Linked DNA regions of Sus scrofa: all the other regions are linked to region 2. Evidence: chromatin contacts called from public Hi-C and HiChIP or PLAC-seq data. All regions are on one chromosome and are shown on one strand. The core of a region is the stretch at or near the end of the contact, and the rest is flanking DNA. Distances in the headings are between cores, read along the strand shown. Region 1 overlaps AFF1 (AF4/FMR2 family member 1). Region 2 holds the start of AFF1 (AF4/FMR2 family member 1). Region 3 overlaps AFF1 (AF4/FMR2 family member 1).

What was found. A called contact is a pair of places that touch in the nucleus more often than the background predicts. HiChIP or PLAC-seq counts read pairs in DNA pulled down with a chosen protein or histone mark.
Region 1: an H3K27ac HiChIP or PLAC-seq map of skeletal muscle shows a contact between it and region 2. The contact joins the enhancer-like site here to the promoter of AFF1 in region 2. A contact is called at or near these places in 8 of 47 Hi-C or Micro-C datasets (alveolar macrophages, blood, embryonic fibroblasts and 4 more) and 2 of 2 datasets of contacts at active chromatin or transcription factors (alveolar macrophages and skeletal muscle).
Region 3: a contact with region 2 is called in a Hi-C map of embryonic fibroblasts, with 2.7 times the contacts expected there. The contact joins the enhancer-like site here to the promoter of AFF1 in region 2. A contact is called at or near these places in 6 of 47 Hi-C or Micro-C datasets (embryonic fibroblasts, epiblast stem cells, heart right ventricle and 2 more) and 2 of 2 datasets of contacts at active chromatin or transcription factors (alveolar macrophages and skeletal muscle).

Annotation. Positions count from the first base shown.
Region 1 is chr8:131,828,611-131,833,106 of Sscrofa11.1, reverse strand. All of the region lies in intron 2 of AFF1 (AF4/FMR2 family member 1), which reads left to right. Among named protein-coding and RNA genes, the nearest start is that of AFF1, 94 kb to the left of the region's middle. Within about 2 kb of position 2,941, at least 13 of the 83 cell types and tissues checked have an H3K27ac peak or open chromatin away from gene starts, as enhancers often do. A contact at or near this core is called in liver and skeletal muscle, where this site is marked.
Region 2 is chr8:131,923,279-131,927,971 of Sscrofa11.1, reverse strand. AFF1 (AF4/FMR2 family member 1) reads left to right here and starts at 3,158. Exons shown (of 21, transcript XM_021101783.1): 1 at 3,158-3,416.
Region 3 is chr8:131,807,169-131,811,623 of Sscrofa11.1, reverse strand. The region is part of intron 4 of AFF1 (AF4/FMR2 family member 1); the gene reads left to right. Among named protein-coding and RNA genes, the nearest start is that of AFF1, 120 kb to the left of the region's middle. Within about 2 kb of position 1,438, at least 18 of the 83 cell types and tissues checked have an H3K27ac peak or open chromatin away from gene starts, as enhancers often do. A contact at or near this core is called in embryonic fibroblasts, where this site is marked.

The DNA.
Region 1 (4,496 bases), core at 1,692-4,191, 95 kb after region 2:
CTGTGGTGTAGTCCGGCGGCTCCCGCTCCGATTTGACCCCTAGCCTGGGAACCTCCACGTGCCGCACGGGTGCAGCCGTAAAAAAGCGGGAGCGTGGGGTGGGGCTGATCTCCTTTCAAGGAGCATTAAAAACGAATAGCTTATTACCTGCTAGCTGTATGTGTGGCCAAATCTTTGCGATTGGGGGGCAGCTTCATGGCCCTGGTGTGGTTTGTGTCAGTGCGTCGTTGGCGTGATGACCTTCCTCGGTCAGGACTAGTGTTTTGGTTTTTAAAATGTGCTTGGGGGGCTCGGGACGCGCTTCTGCACGTGGGCTGCGTTGGCTCGCCTGTCTCCCTCGCAGTCGTCCTCCTCTCGCTGGTGCTGGGTGCCTCCTCCCACAGTGTCCCCCACACCCCCTTGAAAACCTGTGAATGAGGAAGCCACGTTCGTGTCCTTTTCACGGGGTGGAAAATGCCCCTCGAAATAGATTTGTATGATTTTACTAAGAAGGGAAATGGGTTAGAGTGAAACGACGTCAGTTAAAAAAAACGGCGGCTGGTGTTTGAACTTGGGAACGGAGTCTTCAATGCAGCTTTATGAAGATGGGTCTATAGTGTGATCCAGGCCTGAGTCCAGGGTGCAGAATCAGTTTTCAGAGGTTCCACTGAGAGTTACTGCCAGAAAAGAACAACACCCCGATACTTCTTTCCTCCTGATCCTGATGATATCCTTACACGGGCGTCAGGCTGTTGGTTTCCTTTTGGCTTTAATTAGAACTATTAACTACACAGGTAACGAAGGAAAGATTCCTTGTGCAAAAAGCACGTTAAGGCTGAATGTTGTCCTGTTGTGGCTCAGTGGTTAACGAATCCGACTGGGAGCCATGAGGTTGCGGGTTCCATCCCTGGCCTCGCTCAGTGGGTTAAGGATCCAGCTTTGCCGTGAGCTGTGGGTTGCAGATGTGGCTCGGATCCCGCATTGCTCTGGTTGTGTAGGCCGGTGGCTACAGCTCTGATTCAAACCCTAGACTGGGAACTTCCACATGCCGCTGGTGCGGCCCTAGAAAAGACGGAAAGAGCCAAAAAACAAAAACAAAAACAAAACTGAATGTTAAAGTGAGAAACTCCCTAAACCACCACTCTGCCACCTCGCCGTTCCCCGCAGTCTAGTGCTTTCTTGATGGATTTTGTAAAGTGCATCCTTTCAGATCTTTGCTGCACATTAATGGGCCTCTTGGAAGCACGCGGCAGATTCTCTTGGAAGGTCGATCAGCGCATCTCTCATTAGAATTGAAGTGATTCACTTTGATTCCCCACGTTTGCCCCGGGTGGAGGCCCATCTCAGTTTAAAACTCTTAGTGTGCCTTTAAGGTCTATAAAATGTCTTAAACGCTGATTTAATTTTGCAGCATGTGGAGTCACAGGCAGCCGTTTCCGTGGGGTAACGCGGCTGCACGCCTGTGTCACAAGCAGGAGTCTCGGGGAGCGCTGTTTGTTTGCCATGATCCCCGGGGGGTCCTCCAGGAAAACCACTGTGACAAAATGCTATTTTGTCATGCTGCTCGGCTGATACTGAGTCTTTACATACAATCAGGTTTGTTTAGGATTAAGTCTCGATTTTTTTTTCTTTGTATTTACTGTGTGTGTTCAGTGGCGGGGGAGGCAGGGAAGGAAACATACTTGAAAGATGTAGCGCGGTGATTTTTCTTAGGAGAAAGCCTGTTGGGAATTCTTGCATGTGCATGAAGTGGGAGAGGAGACCATTCCCCGTTCTTTGAAGCAACACTTCGTTTGCCTTCACACAGGCACTTGGCTTTCTCACTTTAAAATGGACTTAGAAGTGTCACCGTTTCATGGCCAAAACTTTTTTGTGCTTTGAAGCATATCGACTCTTTTTTTCCCCATAAAGCCAATGCGCAACGTGTAATCTGATTCCTGGGCTGTATGTAGGATGAGAGGACCTGGACACAAAGGGCCAGAAGATGGACTTAAAAAGTCAACAGGGGTGGCTCCCAAACTGAAAAAGTCACTTGCACATTGAGTAAGCGCCCAAGCCTGCTGTCCCCTGGCCTCCGTCACTTGGTGGCCCATACATCACCACTCTCTGAGCCAGAGTTGCCTCTCTTTTGTGAACAGACTTGTGAGTTTTATGTTTCTCCCTGTCCTTTGTACGTTCCAATCAGAATGGCATTGTGCTTCTACAAGAGGGAAGAGACTCGTTCTTTTCGAGAATTCATGCACCCCGTTGATTTCAGGATTTCCCCCCTCCTTCCTATCACACGTCTCGTCCAGACCCTCGAAGATAAATACCCAGGAGACATTGCCCTCTGTCCTCCAAGGGAGAATTAAACTTTTAAACGGGAGTCGGTCACATCCGTCAGAGGAAGGCCTGTGCGAAGTGACCGGTCAAGGGTGATAAATGGGTAGTCAGCTGTGCACAGCCTGCCCCTTGGGCCGAGTTGCCATGGAAGCGCCCGGTGGCATTCCGAGATCCTGCATGGCTAACCTAGATTAGCGCAGGGCCCGTGGGCTCAGCCCGGGGAAGGTGCTTACAGCCGGATGAGAGCAGAGCCAGCGCGCCCGCGTCCTGAGTGCCCCCTTCACGAATGTGCTTTCCTGTTCAGTGCAGGGGGGAGAGAAAAGGGAGGTCACTCTCACAGATCCTTGCCGAGCTCTGATTTCTTCATTTTATCACTATGTTTCAACACGAGGGCCCATGACCCTGAGGAGAAGCCTTCGAAAAGTGGGCAGTAAATGTGCCCAGACAGGCCCCGGCGTGGGGCTGCCTGGAGGATTGCTCGGGGGCTGGCTGGGCAGCCCTGGGGGCCACGGCAGCATCACCTTCTCTCTGAACATGATTGAAAGGGGTGGGATTCTGGCAGGGAAACGCAGCCCACCTGAGTGATGGCTAGTGCGTCTCAATGTCACCGCCCTCTCCCTGGGCACTGGACCTTAAAGCCTGTGGTTTCCTCCGACGGTCTTTCTGGTTCACTTAATTTTAAAAGAACATGTGGTAGAGGCGGAGGTTGGGTGCGTTTTTCGGAGCTCTCTTTGGAGGCTTGGCTCCTGCAAAGTGCAGTTCCTCCTGATTTAAAATAGTTTCGCAGACTCTTGGTGGAACTAGGGATGTCTGCTGGGTGGTCAGACTTTGCACCCTCTGCCCAGGGGCCCTTCCGCACGTGGGCTTGTTTCTGTATGCAGTTGGCTGCTTCAAACCACCATGTGACTTGTGTCTGCCCCCCAGGTGGGGACGCGGGGCTGACCAGAAAGCTGGCACTGAGGCCCTAGGAACAGGGCCGGGGTCAGCCGGCCAGAAGTTAATGGGAAAAGAGCCCAACCCGGGACACATAATGGCTACTTCGGTGCAAGTTTATTTACAGCCTGTTCCTGAAAGAAATGAAAGTGAAGAGCCCCTTGGCACGTTAAGAGATGACTTGCGAATCCAGAGATGATTATGGGGTCAGTGACCTCAAATCCATACACTTAAAAAAGGCTCTAAAGTAAGAATTGTAGCTTGAAGAGCAACTTCATGCACAGGGCCCTCTGTTGAGTCCCTAGGCAGGGGCAGACCCTTGCGGATGCATTTAACCAGCCGTGTAGTTTATGGCTCTGAGATGCTCCGCTGGCAGGGATAATACCTGAATTGTCGATGGGTGCCTCTTGGAGACAACGGATTATAAGGAATTATGAGCACACTTTAGCCTGCTTTCTGCATCTGCCCTGTTGAACATAGCCTGAAAGTGGTTCTGGCCGACCTGCGGTTCAGAACCCAAGCTTTGGTGCCAGGCAGACCTGCATTTGAATTTTCAGGCCTACCGTTTAATAGCAAGTTAATCTCTGAGCCTCGTTTTTAGGCTGGGAAATGGGGTTAATACTCACCCTCTCACAGAGCACTTGCGAGTCTTAACTAGGAAACGGATGCCCTGTCTGTCCCTAAAGCAGTGCCCACTGATGAGCAGGCGCCAAGGGGTGGTGGTCCTTGGCCCTGCTGCCTCCATCACTGCTGTTGTTTTTGGGTAAGCCTAAAGAAACCCATGCAGGCCCCAAAGCCTGTGCTCCCCTGTGCTCTTTAGAACCCCCTAGAAACTTGTTCAACATGCGTATCTCAGATGCCACCCCAGACTGACTGAATCAGAAACTCCGGGGGTGGGTCTCTGCGATCTGTGTTGGAACAAGTCCTGCAGGTGCTTTCTGATGCTCACCTAAGTTTGAGAACCGCTTATCTGATGCCAAGGGCCGCGTCGGGGCGGTGGGGAGAACTCGGGCCGGCGTCCCTTGGTGTCTCCACGGGATTGGTTCTAGGACCCCCGCCAACACTGAAGTCCACAGGTGCTCAAGTCCCTGGTACAGCCTCGTCTCCAGATCCAGAGGCCCAAGGATAACTCACTCCACGTGACCAGGGACAGAGCCTGACAAGGCTCGTGTTGGGGTGAAGGATGCGTTCCCCCCACCCCCCACCGCCCCTTCGTCCCGGAGAAGAAACTGCCACCTTTAATTAAGTGAAGTGGTAGTCAA
Region 2 (4,693 bases), core at 1,909-4,408:
ATCTCAGAGCTCTGGGAATACAGCCTATGAGCTTCTGTGAGTCCCCAGGGGCTCACTTGTTTATCTTCAGAATTTAAGCAAAATCAGGGCTGAAAATTGTCAGGCAACATCCCAGGAGTCCTTATATGAAGAGGCAGCTGGAAAAGGACCAGTTGAAAAATAGTGGGTTTTTTTAAACAAGGGATTTTAAAATTTATTTATTTATTATTTATTTTACTTTTATTTTAGTTTACTTATTGTTTGCTTTTTAGGGCCGTACCTGCAGCATATGGAAGTTCCCAGGCTAGGGGTTGACTCCGAACTGTAGGTGCCCACCCACACCACAGCCACAGATCTGAGCCACATCTGTGACCTACACCACAGCTCACAGCTCACAGCAACGCTGGATCCTTAACCCACTGAGTGAGGCCAGGGATCAAACCTGCAACCTAATGGATACTAGTTGGGTTTGTCACCGTTGAGCCACAACAGGAACTCCCAAAAAAGGGAAACTTTTTTTTTCAGTTCTGTTTTATTCAAGATCATGGTTGTTAGAGACATGCTTCACCTTAGCAGAAACTATCAAAAACTGACTAGGTTGTCAAGATTAAGAAAATGCTAGAACATTATTGAGTGACATAAAAATGTAACTTAAGAATTCCTGGGAGGGAGTTCCCATCGTGGATCAGTGGTTAAGGAACCCGACTAATATCCATGAGGATGCCGGTTCCATACCTGGCCTCGCTCAGTGGGTTGAGGATCCCGAGTTGCTGTGGCTGTGGTGTGGCCAGCAGCTACAGCTCCAATTAGACTCCTAGCCTGGGAACCTCTATATGCCTCAGGTGCGGCCCTAAAAAAAAAAAAGAATTCCTAGGAGTTCCCATCGTGGCGCAGTGGAAATGAATCTGACTAGGAACCATGAGGTTGTGGCTTTGATCCCTGGCCTTGTTCAGTGGGTTAAGGATCTGGTGTTGCCATGAGCTGTGGTGTAGGTTGCAGACACGGTTCGGATCTGGCATTGCTGTGGCTGTGGTGGAGGCCGGCAGCTGTAGCTCCTATTGGACCCCTAGCCTGGGAACCTCCATATGCCGTGGGTGCGGCCCTAAAAAGACAAAAAGATAAAAAAATAATAATAATAAAATAAAATTAAGTTTAAAAAAATAAAAAAAGCTACCACCTTTATGGAAATTTATCAACAGAGACGTGCACTGGGATTTTTTATTTCCTCGTTTCTTTCTGCAAGGCATGGACTCTCATGAAAACAGGTGTTCTGTTTTTGTCACTGATATGGTCCATCACCCAGCACATCGCCTTGAAAATATTCCTATAAATGGAATGAACTCTTCTCTGAAACAAAGCTAAATTATCTCCAACAAAAAACTTTTGCACAATTACATCCCTCAGCTCCAAAAGCAGTAAAATAAAATGATCCAACTTTCACTGTCAACATCATTTACTAAGTTGACTACAGCTTGAAGGCAGTAGGAGATATTATGGGATTAAGAACACAACAAAGGAAAACGTTTTAGACAGGAGTAGTAAAAACTTTCAGATTATAAATTATGACTAGGCTTATATATAATTGACAATGAAATGTGTTTATGCCATCTCAAAAAGATGAAAATATGTGTTATGATTAGAATAGGTGTCAATCCTGTTAGGAACATTTACCTGCACAAACACGGGTCCTCAGGTGTGACTGCTTTCCCACCCAGCCCGGAAAAGACCTCCTTAGCTCTCATCCAGAGGCACACCAAGCCTCACCAGGGGCGCATAGATTATTTTCGCTGTTAAGGTCAATCCAATCAGTATCATCATGGGGGCATAGGGAGTAGGGAGAAAAGTTATATTTTGGAAAACAATCCATGGGAAATTATCAAGCAGCCAAGTTTAGTTTGGAAATGCAAATATCTGTCACTTAGTTTTCAAACCCTGTGCAAGCAGACAGTGAAGGCGTGATGAGGGGGAAAAGCAACAGCAACAATCACAAAAAAGAAAAGAAAGAAAGAGAAATGGAGAAGAGAGAGGCTATGAAAGGGAATTCTTTTTCGTAGTCTGTCTTAGGGGATTTATTGTCACTGAGTTTTTTTTAATTTTTAAATGGAAGTAGAGTTGATTTACCGTGTGTTAATTTCTGTTGTGCAGCAAAGCGATTCAGTTATATGTATACACATTCTTTTTCATATTCTTTTCCCTATGGTTTATCTCAGGATATTGAATATAGTTCCCTGAGCTATGTAGTAGGCCCTTGTTCCTTATCCGAAGGGGGTTATTTTCATACACGGTACTAATTTGCATTTACATCATGTTACGTTTGAGTAAGGTGATTTCTTTCATCCAAATTATTTCACCCATTTAAAACTATTAAGATACTGGGGAAAAGCCTGTCAGGGCCATTTGATGTAATCTTTCCGCCTCTCCTTCAGGCAGGAAGGTGCGATGACGCAGAGAACTCAGCATGTGTTCTTTCCTTGGTGTGTTCACAAAAGGGATCCGGTAGCAACTTAACCAGACATGAGCTTTCCCTTCGTTTGGATCTGTTTGCCAAAGCCCCAGTACCCACTGGAATTTTCTGGGGTTGGGCTGCTGGAGAACAACCACCGAAAGGCTGGATGCAGGAGACCGGTTTCCCGTGCCACTTTGAAGCTTGTGACACTGGGCACAATACTTATTTTCGGCTCTTCGGTTTCAGTATTTGGGAAAGGGCAGCAATAATATGTCTGTTTTATTAGGTTGTTGTGAAGATGAGACAGGCCTGTGTGTGAGTGAAAAGCCCTTTATAAACCGTAAAACCCTCTCCAGATGTTGGCTATCATCGCCTTTAAAGGACGCAGAATCTGTTTCAATTGCATAGGAGACTGCAAAAAGACTCCTTGACACTTTTAGTCACAACTTGACCCGAAGCTTAATCTCGCTGTAAATCGAAAGGGTTCTTGCGCCCCAAACCAGCCCGGGACAGGGTCACCCAGGCCGCCGGAGCGGTCCCTGCGGTATTCCACCCGGAGAGACGGCTCGCCCTCCACCTCCCACTGGTCTCCCGGGGAGGGCCGCGCCGCTCCTTTCCGTCTGGGCGGTGCCAGCTGGAGGGCGTGGCCCGGGCGGAGCGGAGGCGCGCTGGGGGCGTGGCCTCCACGGGAGGGCGTGGCCTCGCCTCCCCGGCGTTCCTGGGCCGCCCGCAAGCCCGGCTTGCCTGCCAGCTAGCGGACGGGCGCGCGGCTCCTGCGCACTCGGCCTCCGCCTGCGCGCGTCGCTGGCACAGCTGCGTTCTCGCCTCCGCGGCTGGGAGTGGGGTCCGGCGCGAGCCGCCGCTCAGCTTCGGGAGCACACACTCCCCGGCGCTCTCCGCACCAGCGCCCCTTCCCGACCACATCAGGTCCGGGGCGGGCGAGGGCGGCGAGGGCGCACGACCCGAGACTGCAGGACTAAGGGTCTAGAAGGTAAGCAGAACCCTGCGCCCCCCGGGCTGGGGAGGGGGTGGGTCATCCTGGCCCGAACGCCGCGGCCTCTGACTTCTGGGAAGCCCAAGCTCTCTTCCTCCTCGCTGCCGGCTTCCCAGCACGCTGACTCAAGTCGCTGGCGTTCCCACTTTTCCGGTGGGAACCTTCGGGGAGAACGGGCGAAGGAGACGCAGAGCTCGCACCACCCTTACTTAGAAATCTCCAGCAGGTAGCATCTAGAAAAACTGGGGAGGGAAACACAGGCAGAGACCTATCCTCCTCCCCCTCTCCCACTCCCCAAAATCAACCATCTGCCTGTGCGCCCCGAGTCTTGAGGAAAGATGTTCGGTTGTTGTAACCTGGTCCCCGGGTTGCATAATGGAAGAGTCCCAGAAGTTTCTCTGGGAGGTAAAAGCAGGGCTTTTCTCTCCTCCATTCCGCCCCCCCCGTCACCCCTCCCCCCTGCGTCTAGTAGAGAGAGATTAGTGGTGCCAGTCCCTTCAAATGGTGGTTGGGATGGAGGTGTGTCTGGTGGTCCGCAGCCTCCGGAAACGGAGGGCAAAAGTTGGAGACACCTTCTGAGACTTGCTCCTGGCGCAGAGGGAAACGGCGTCTGCAGAACATGGATCTGGTTAATTTCCCTTGAGGATCGTTTGTTCTTGGTGTCTGATCCTCTCACTGCCTGCGGCACACGAGCCCTCGGACTTTGCGAGCGCCGGGGTCGGCGAATTACGTGGGGGAAGCGAGTTATAGGAAGCGTACTTTAACGTGTTGGTAGTTAGGTTAATGAAGCTGCGAGGGACCTTCCGGGGTCTTGATACTTTCCTCCTAGGTTAGTCTTGTAGCAGTTTCCTTACACGGCCCCCACATTGTTATGCAAATTGTCCCTGGAAGACCCTTGGCTTTGGAAGTGGAGATGTGTCCTAATCTTCCGGGAGCCCTTCTCTGTTGGGGGGTGGAGTGGGGGTGGGGAAGGCCTTGCAGACGAAGTTTTGTTTTTTTAAGGATGGGGTGCGGTCATTTTAACCCTGTTGGTGCACGTTGGAGGCGCGGGTGGGCATGGGGGATGACATACCGTCGAGAAACGCGACCAGATTTGAAACTTTAAAGGCGAAGCCATACGTGAAGGCGAAGACCCAGTGTTCCTTGAAACGGGTGCAAGGTAAAAGGGCTCAGGAACTGAGCCACAGAAACCTTGGGCAAGGACCTGGCCTGAGAATTTGTTCGGGGGGGGTGTTGCTTGTGCAAGATTATTTTAGAGCAAGGTCATGCAGAGG
Region 3 (4,455 bases), core at 189-2,688, 110 kb after region 2:
CAGGCTAGGGGTCAACTCAGAGCTGCAGCTGCTGGCCGCAGCCACAGCAATGCCAGATCCGAGCCACATCTGTGACCTCTACACCACAGCTCACGGCAATGCCAGATCCTTAACCCACTGAGTGAGGCCACAGATTGAACCCACCTCTTTGTGGGTGCTAGTTGGGTTCATTACCGCTGAGCCACGACCGGAACTCCAGACCCGGAGCCTTCAGAGAGGATCTCCTGTGCCCTCACCTCCGGTCTCAGCACTTCTCCGGCATCCTCTGTGTGTTCCTCCAGATGGCAAACCCTTTGAGGATGTGGAGCCTTTGTCCCCTGTGCTTGTCCATCCTCTAGCTCGAGTGAGGAGGGGGGCAAAAGGGTGCTATTTCCTACACTGTGCTCTGCCCCAGAGTTCTTAGCCACTGCGCTGTGATCCAGAGTCTCAAAGATCATCTCTTACAAGTGTTTGTTGGAGCAGAGGGGGAAAAACAGGTTGATGCTTTCTGAATTTCTATCTTGGGACACTTAGATGGGAAGCAGGTACTAAGGTCAGCAGTTGCGGGGGGAATTGTTTGACTTAGCATCTTTCAGCCCAAGTATTTCGCAGGTCACTTTAGGCATTCTTGTATGTGGATTTGAAAATAAGCAGCCTAATCCAATTACTCTGTGTTCTTAGTAGAGTTCCAGGCCTAAATTGCGGCGCTTTTTTTTTTTTTTTTTCAGTATTGAGTTTAGAGATGAATCAGGTGGTTTTATGTACTATAAAAATGGGAGAATAATGATCTTTATGCATGTGTATATAGGTGCTTTCCTCTCTATTAAATTAGATACCAGATTTCCTTTAGTATATTTTGGGTTATGGGGTTTTTGAAAAAAGGTATCAGTCGCCCTTATAATAAAATTGCTGTTTCTCTCCAAGGAGTCTCCATTTTAAATACTTTGCCATTGAATGATTCACATTTTTGGGAACGAGCCAACAATTTTGGGTAGAGTCATTAACTCCTCTGGACCACTTGGGTATCATTAATTGGTATCCTGGTAACTTAAGAATTATTGACCCTGAAAATGCCCAACTGGCAACCTGGGTTTAATTTTCTAGTAAGATTAATTATCTTGCAGTCAAGAATAAAACAGAAACACCAGGGTCCTTTGTGTCCCGCATGTCCTTTCAGGATGCCAGTGAACTTGTTGCTAAGACGAGGGAAAACATTGGTGTGTTGTTCGAACCTAATTGGGCCCTTTATTATGTTCTGACTCACCTGCAGTTCACAGATTTATTCCGTGCAAGTCATATAAAATAACTGTGGTTTGTTCGGCCTCCTTGGTTCGTGTTTCTCGAGATCTGTCAGGCCGCCTCTGCCAGTCCCAGGCTTTGGCAGGAGCTTGTACAGCCAAGAGGGGGGACCATCCCGGGTCGGCCGTGAGGCCGTCTCATGCGTTGGCCCCTCAGGCAGAGGCCTTTTCGCCTTCTTTCGGGGAAGGGAAGCTGTCCAGTCTGTAGATGGGGCTGTGCTTAGCATAAAAAGAGACTTTTCTAAGTGGGCATGTTTCCCAATCTTGTCTTCCCTCTCTTGGGAGAGAAGGACACATTAAAGCCAACACAGGCGGACGCTCACACAGAGGGGCAGTGTCTTGTGCGGTGTGTTGATTGGATTTAGTTGCAAGATCTGAAAATCAGTAGATTTCACATTGAAATCTGAATTTTAATTTTTTTTCTTCCTTAAAATACAGGAAGCATTGGCAACCTAGGACTTGCATTCCTGCAAGACAGTAGTTGGCTGGCCCCTTGGGGTGTGCTCTCAGCCCACCTATGCCAACCTGTCACCTGCCTGAGCCCCGTAAGGGATGCTGTTCTCTCCCCCAGCATCTCCAGCCCTGGGAACCAAGGGCTGAGAAGCTAGACGTGCAGAGGACATCTTTTTGGAAGGATTTTATAACACAACATGTCTGATGATAGCCGGTAAAGAGAGGTTGATTTTCAGAGTTTTAAATGAAAGTGTATAAAGTAGGTCCTACTGGCTTCTTTATCTTTTTGCTCTTGTTTCCAAATGTGAAGATGTTTTCCTGTAAACCTTTAAATGTGTGATTCAGACCTTTGTTCATATTTTAGTTGGAAAAACCCCTCAGTGTTAATCTACTTGACAGCTCTTTCCCAAAACCATGGAATATGGGTTCTTAGCCTCCTTGTCACCGAGTAAAAATGTGCCTGCTTAGCTTTTTTGTTTTCTTCTGTGTCTGGGGAAGGGGGGTAGGTTGTCATTACGTTCTTTGCCATTCTAAAATATTATGGTTCTTTAAAAAAAAAAAGGATTTGAATTCCAGCAGTTGAACGCCTGACGCTGTTTCCTATACCAAGTCCATTAGCCTATCCTTAAATACTTTTTATTCTAAATTACCTTTCTTGTTTTTATAGTGAATAATAGGAAGTTGGTTTTCAACGCCCATTCAGCCACCAGGAGCTGCTTTCCTTCCTTTGATCTTAGCAACGTCTGTATGTTTTTGTTTTTGTGCTGGGAACAGCCTTCATTGGTTGCAGCAGGGAGGGAGGATGCAACCTCTCTGGCTCCTGCGGGGAGGGGCTCCGGAGACTCCAGCACACGCCCCCCCCCCCCCAAGAGCTGATCTTAGCAATGCTGATCCTGTAGTTAATACAGACAACTCTTGTTTAAGTTTCTTGTTTTTCCTTTTTTTGGCTTTTTAGGGCTGCACCTGTTGCATATGGAGGTTCCCAGGCTAGGGGTCGAATCAGAGCTGTAGTCGGCGCCCTACACCACAGCCACACCAGATCCAAGCCTGGCCTGTGACCTACACCACAGCTCAATGCAACTCTGGATCCTTAACCCACTGAGTGAGGCCAGGGATCAAACCTTCATCCTCATGGATCCTCGTTGGTTTCGTTCACCGCTGAGCCACGAAGGGAACGCCTCATGTTTAAGTTTCTGTGGGTTATGGGACATGCAGTTAAGAGCATGGATTTTGGATGAACGAAGACTTGGGTTTGAATCTTGTCTTACCTTGAATTAGCCGTTAGACCATAGGCAAGTTACTTAAAAATTACTGCTCACACCTCACGTTCTTATCTGTTAAATGGAAACAGTAGCAGATTCGTTCTCTAGGTAGTTTTCAGCTTTAAATAAGCAGACGTGAAAGCCTTAGGTCAGTGGCTGGCGTGTAGTAAGTGATGATAAGTAGCATCTGCCACCCATCCTTGTCATTCCTTTACATCATCCACGCCATTCTTTTGACCCCATCTGCATGATGCCTGAATGGAGCGGATGCATCTCCTTGCCTTGGCTTAGAACCTGAAATTTGAGTAGTTGAAAAGTTTTGAATACTGACGTTTTAAGGAGATACTAAGTGGGAGTGGCGTTCATATTTCTTTCTCTTTTTTTTTGGCTTTTCTAGGGCTGCACCCTCGGCATATGGAGGCTCCCAGGCTAGGGGTCTAACGGGAGCTGTAGCTGCCGGTCTGTGCCACAGCCACAGCCACGCTGGATCCGAGCCTTGTCTGCAACCTACACCGCAGCCCACGGCAACGCTGGGTCCGAGCCTTGTCTGCAACCTACACCGCAGCCCACGGCAACGCTGGGTCCGAGCCTTGTCTGCAACCTACACCGCAGCCCACGGCAACGCTGGGTCCTTAACCCACTGATGGAGGCCAGGGATGGAACCCGCGACCTCTTGGTTCCTAGTCGGGTCTGTTCGCCGCTGCGCCACCGCGGGAACTCCCTGGAGTTAATATTGCCGATGCCTCACACTGTGGAGCCAGGACGTCTGGGCTCCTTTTGCTCCACGTTTAAGTGGACAGGTCCACCTGAACCGCAGGGTGGCTGTGAACATGAAATGGAACTGTTTGCCTAGGCTCGAGCGGACCAGGGTATCCTGCCTTCCCTGGACAGTAAAAGCAGATTTACACTGTGAAAAAAGCGTGTATCACCCGTCTTTGTGTTGTCTTTATTGATTTTACAGCTCTATTTAGGCGTCACCAGGGTCTTCAGCAGGGTCCTCATGTTTTGGGTTGGTTGCTGGTGGTTCTCAGTTGTTTTGGGGACGTACTGAACGTCTGTGTCATGGGTTTAATTTTGAAAATATGCTGCTTTTTAAAATGAGACTTGAATAAATGTTGCGTGGCCCTAATATTCAATACCTGCTATATTTCATCCAGAATGCTATTCATTGTTAGAACTAGAGGTGGTTTTCAGTTGTATTGCGGCATCATGAAACATATGGAAAAAGATTGTACTGACCTGCCCATGGTAGGCTGTTCATTTTGTTAAGAGCGTTAATTTTCTGGGTGGGAGATCCGGTAAGGAAAGGCACGAGCAGGCTTATTCACGTGTAGCTTGCGAGGGCTTCCTGAGCCTGGTGTAGAGGAGGGGCAGCCCTTGTGTAAGCAGGTGAAGTAGGATGCCTTCACGGGAGAGCCCCTGCAGCTTTACTCAGAAATCGGTGTCCCAGGACGTTCGTTTGG